Linked DNA regions of Macaca mulatta: region 2 is linked to region 1. The links are chromatin contacts, called in public Hi-C maps. All regions are on one chromosome and are shown on one strand. The core of a region is the stretch at or near the end of the contact, and the rest is flanking DNA. Distances in the headings are between cores, read along the strand shown. Region 1 has its middle 130 kb from the start of PROKR2. Region 2 holds the start of PCNA (proliferating cell nuclear antigen).

Region 1 (2,700 bases), core at 56-2,555:
TTCAGATGGGATAACCAGAGAACCAGAATCTCCAGAGCCCAGAGTCTTATTTCTCAAAATTCCCATGTCCAAGTTTGGATGGAGAACACCCAAGTTGCCTCTTTAAGGTGGCCTGAACCATGGACCTATGAAAAGGACCAGCATGTTCAAAGGACCAGGCATCCTTTCCTGAACGTAAGGCTCTCTTCCTGCATCACAGCATTGCTCTCAGGAGGGACTGTATTAGTTTGTTTTCACACTGCTATAAAGAAATACCTGAGCCTAGGTAATTTATAATGAAAAGACATTTAATGGGTTCATGAATCCACAGGCTGTACAGGAAACATGGCTGGGGAGGCCTCAGGAAACTTACAGTCATGGTATAAGGGGAAGCACGGAGAAGGGGAAGCAGGCTTGTCTTACATGGCTGGAGCAGGAGGAAGAGAGAGGGGGAAGGTGCTAGACACTTGTAAACAACCCGGTCTTGTGAGAAGTCTATCATGAGAACAGCACTAGAAGGATGGTGCTAAACCATTAGAAAGTGCCCCTATGTCCAATCACCTCCCACCAGGCCCCACCACCAACATTGGGGATTACAATTGAACATGAGATGTGGGTGGACACACAGATCCAAACCATATCAGATAGTAATGAATATGGAGGAGCAGCCCAGTATCCAGCACAAAGGCCCTCAGTAAACAGAAGACTCAGAAGCGGGGCCACTCTGTCTCAGGAGCACTGATTGGCCCACCCTTCTTTCCTTCAACCTCCTGGAGGGCAGGGTCTGTGTCTTCTTTATCTGTACCCCCAAGCCCCTAGTCCTCATGGCTGGTAGGCACTTCACGAACTCATTACTCCAACATTAGCGGTAGAGAACCAGGTGCTATGGATAGAGAGTGGCTAAAAATAAGATTTAGACTCTTTAGGCAGGTAATATAGAAATACAGCCAAATGTTCTTAGAGAGGAGTTGTACTTTTCAGCTTTCCTTGGCCTTTCAATATGACTGCTACTGTTTTAGCATATGTCAAAATAATTGACCAAGATGGGCAAAAAGTCACTAAGAATGAAAGCACTTCCATTAAGGAATATTTTATTTTCCATGGGGTCTTTGAGAACTTAGAGAGAAATTGAAGCAATAGTGAAATAATAGAGAGTAGACTGCTGCAATTAAATGTGATTTACCACAACTTAAGTATCACTTTCAGATAGTGTCAAATTAAAGCATTTAAGAAGATTGTTGAAAATAGGAGACTTTTTTCTTATCTAAGTGAAATGCTGGCACACGAGGCCTCCAAAGGGAAACTGCCAGATGCTGCTTTATGTGCTTGGCATGTTTGCACCTAACATCTCCTCAGTGTTTTTGAATTTTACATTATCTGCAAAATTCCCACTTCATTAGAACTGCCTCAGAAACTCCCTTTTAAATGATGGAGGTAGCTGTCAATGTGCGTCTGTGCTGCCCCGTTCACATTTTAGAAATGTGGGGGTTATTTTCAAAAATACAGTTTTATTTAATTTTGAATTTTGTATGCCTTCAGGAAAAATATTGGGTGGTCCAGGAAGTCAGAGGGATGACTTTAAAATCAGTATGTTTAATATGTCTCTTTGTTCAAACTGTCAGGAGCTAACAGTTCCTGAAGTTTGACCTCACTGCAGTGATATATGGCATAAATCCCCAACATCATTTTGTTTTAGCTTTGACAATAGTCTCTTACAATTTGGAGTTTAATAGAATTTGAGTAAGAGTGGATATAGAATACCCTTTATTTCTTTCTCTTGCCTTATTGCCCTGGCCAGAACTTCCAATACTATGTTGGATAGGAGTGGTGAGAGAGAGCATCCTTGTCTTGTGACAGTTTTCAAGGGGAATGCTTCCAGCTTTGGCCCATTTAGTATGACATTAGCTGTCAGTTTGTCATAAATCGCTCTTATTATTTTGAGGTCATTCCTTCAGTACCTACTTTATTGAGAGTTTTTAACATGAAGGGATTTTGAATTTTATTGAAGAACTTTTCTGTGTCTGTTGAGATAATAATTTGGTTTTTGTTTTTAGATATCTTTATGTGATGAATTACGTTAATTGATTTGCATATGTTGAACCAGCCTTGTATCCCAGGGATGACGCCAACTTGATCGTGGTGGATAAGTTTTTTGATGTTCTGCTGTATTTGGTTTGCCAGTATTTTAGTGATAATTTTTGCATCAATGTTCATCTGGGATATTGGCCTGAAGTTTTCTTTTTTTGTTTTATTTCTGCCATATTTTGGTATCAGGATGATGCTGGCCTCACAGAATGAGTTAGGGAGAAGTCTCTCCTTTTCAATTATTTGGAACAGTTTCAGAAGAAAGGGTATCAGCTCCTCTTTGTATTTCTGGTAGAATTTAGCTGTAAATCCATCTGGTCCTGACGTTTTTTTTGGTTGGCAGGCTATTTATTACTGCCTCAATTTCAGAACTTATTTGTCTATTCAGGGATTCAGCTTCTTTCTGTTTCAGTCTTGGAAGGGTGTGGGTGTCCAGGAATTTATCCATTTCTTCTGTGTTTTCTAGTTTATTTGGGTAGAGATGTTTATAGCATTCTCTGATGGTTGTTTGTATTTCTGTGGGGTCAGTGGTGATATCCCCTTTATCATTTTTTAATTGAGTCTATTTGATTCTTTTCTCTTAGAAGAAGTAAAATTGTCTTTGTTTGCAGATGACATGATCCTATATCTAGAAAA
Region 2 (2,700 bases), core at 139-2,638, 300 kb after region 1:
TACTTGGGAGGCTGAGACAGGAGAATTGCTTGAACCTGGGAGGCGGAGGTTTCAGTGAGCCGAGATAGTGCCACTGCAGTCCAGCCGGGGCAACAGAGCAAGACTCTGTCTCAAAAAAAAAAAAAAATTGAATTTTTGACACAGATGAGCAATGATTAAAAAATGAGATTGCTAATATCTGTAGTTAGGAAAATAAAGATAAATGAGCATGTTCATACACAGTCTTGGCTAGAATGTAAATTGCAAACTTTTAGAGATTTAGTAACATTTATCAAAAATTTAGCCGGGCATGGTGGCACATGCCTGTAATCCCAGCACTTTGGGAGGCTGAGGCGGGTGATCACCTGAGGTCGGGAGTTCGAGACCAGCCTGGCCAACATGGTGAAACCCCGTCTCTACTAAAAAAAAAAAAAAAAAAAATTAGTCGGGCGCGGTGGTAGGCGCCTGTAATCCCAGCTACTCGGGAGGCTGAGGCAGGAGAATCATTTGAACCTGGGAGGCGGAGGTTGCAGTGAGCCGAGATCGCGCCACTGCACTCCAGCCTGAATGACAGAGCAGGACTCCATCTCAAAAAAAAAGAAAGAAAGAAAAGAAAAAAAATTAAATGTGTACGCTCTTTGACTCAGCTGTATTACTTCAAGGAGTTGATAGCACCAAAATTGCCTAAGTGCTCAAAGGTGTTTGTAATTAACAGGAGATTGATAAGTTACATACATGTGATGCTATCTTTTAAAGAGGTACTGATATAAAAAAGATGTACGTGGCATAAAATTAAATGTACTTTATTAAGTACTTTTTCGAAGTGTTTACGGAATGAGTGCATTTTGAAAAAAAAAAGTGTATTCGAACTTTCAAAAAAGCTTTAAAAGCTTTATACAAGGAACGATTGAGTGATTATAAGAGCTGGCAGTGGAATGTTAAGAGGTGAGAGGGAGCTAAGTTTAACATAACTCTTTATGGTGTGACACTTAGGAGCGCATCACTTTTGTAATTGAAAAATAAAGTGCATATTTGCAGCAGCTGTACTCTTCAGGCTACAAGGAGGCTTTTCCTCCCGGTAGGCTGGATTTGCTTTTCACTTTCACTTTCGTGGCTGGAAACTTTCTACCCACGGAGCTGGAGGCTGAGGAGGCACCATAAAGCTGGGGCTTGACGAACCGGGGCCTGGGCCGGATCCCCACATATGCCCGGACTTGTTCAGTGGTCAGGTTCAGGAGTCAGGCGAAGAGGCGGGGAGACCTGCGGGACGCTGCCCCGCCCTGCACCCGCTTCCTCCAATGTATGTCCTAGGGGGCGGGCCTCGCGGGGAGCATCGGCACGATTGGCCCTAAATTCTAACCCGCCCAGGCCGTGGGCCGGGCAGCGTGGTGACGTCGCAACGCGGCGCAGGGTAAGAGCGCGCGCTGGCGGACGCGGCGGCATTAAACGGTTGCAGGCGTAGCAGACTGGTAGTTCTGTTTCTAGGTCTCAGCTTCTCGTCACGACGTTCGCCCGCTCGCTCTGAGGCTCCTGAAGCGGAAACCGGCTAGACTTTCCTCCTTCCCGCCTGCCTGTAGCCGCGTTGCTGCCACTCCGCCACCATGTTCGAGGCGCGCCTGGTCCAGGGCTCCATCCTGAAGAAGGTGTTGGAGGCCCTCAAGGACCTCATCAACGAGGCCTGCTGGGATATTAGCTCCAGCGGCGTAAATCTGCAGAGCATGGACTCGTCCCACGTCTCCTTGGTGCAGCTCACCCTGCGGTCTGAGGGCTTCGACACCTACCGCTGCGACCGCAACCTGGCTATGGGCGTGAACCTCACCAGGTGAGCCTCGCGGCGTCGAGAAGCCGGCCCCGGCCCACCCCCACCTCCGGGGTTTGGCGGGATCGCTTCCGAGCCGAGCCCTCATTGGCTGGCGTGGACCATCCGCACCTTCTCATTGGCCTGCCATGCAGGGGGGTGGGGCCCAGCTGAGCGCGCGGTTCGGAAAAGCCCGCGCTGGCTGCTGCGCGAACCTGCTTTTTCGCGCCAAAGTCACAAAGCGGGTGGTGGCGGGAAAATGACTGGTTTTTCTGCAGTGCCAGGAACACTGCTCCAGAGCTTTTGCTCACTAAATCCTGTTGGCCTTGAATGGACGCTTTAGTTGTGGCTTTTTTGTTTCCGAGACGGTCTCGATGTGTTGGCCCGGGCTGGTCTCCAACTTCTGGGCTCAGGCGATCCTCCCGGCTCAGTCGCGATTGACTTTAAATGCTTTATAATGTGCCCTTGCGAGAAAAGTGTCAGCCTGTCATCCTACTTAGTGGCAGGAGATTGTTTCTATCCAGAAGGGAAACTGCTGGTGGTATTTTAGTATAAATACTGCCAGATGCATCCCAAAATGTCTGCATTAATATTCGCATCCTCCAGCAGTGCAATTACCCTCCACCAGTTCTGAGACGGCCTATGGGTGAGAGTGGTAACCCCTTCTAACTGCATTAGAAATACAGACCTTCAGTAGATGGTGTTGATTTTAAACCATGTGTCTCCTGTCTTCTAGTATGTCCAAAATACTAAAATGCGCCGGCAATGAAGATATCATTACACTAAGGGCTGAAGATAATGCGGATACCTTGGCGCTAGTATTTGAAGCACCCAGTAAGTCGTACCTTTTTACTGAGTTATGAAGCTACAGAAGATCAAAACTCTGTGCCAGTGTTTCTCAACAGCATTTGCTTTTTTTTGGT

Evidence for each region. Hi-C and Micro-C count contacts between places; a contact is called where the count stands out from the background.
Region 2: a Hi-C map of fetal cortical plate shows a contact between it and region 1, with 2.4 times the contacts expected there. The contact joins the promoter of PCNA here to the enhancer-like site in region 1. A contact is called at or near these places in 4 of 14 Hi-C or Micro-C datasets (cortical neurons, fetal cortex germinal zone, fetal cortical plate and 1 more).

Annotation. Positions count from the first base shown.
Region 1 is chr10:78,536,721-78,539,420 of T2T-MMU8v2.0, forward strand. No RefSeq gene overlaps it. Among named protein-coding and RNA genes, the nearest start is that of PROKR2, 130 kb to the right of the region's middle. Within about 2 kb of position 1,306, at least 3 of the 40 cell types and tissues checked have an H3K27ac peak or open chromatin away from gene starts, as enhancers often do. A contact at or near this core is called in fetal cortical plate, where this site is marked.
Region 2 is chr10:78,833,439-78,836,138 of T2T-MMU8v2.0, forward strand. It overlaps PCNA (proliferating cell nuclear antigen), which reads left to right and starts at 1,389. Exons shown (of 6, transcript NM_001266090.1): 1 at 1,389-1,801; 2 at 2,514-2,611. The coding sequence starts at 1,581.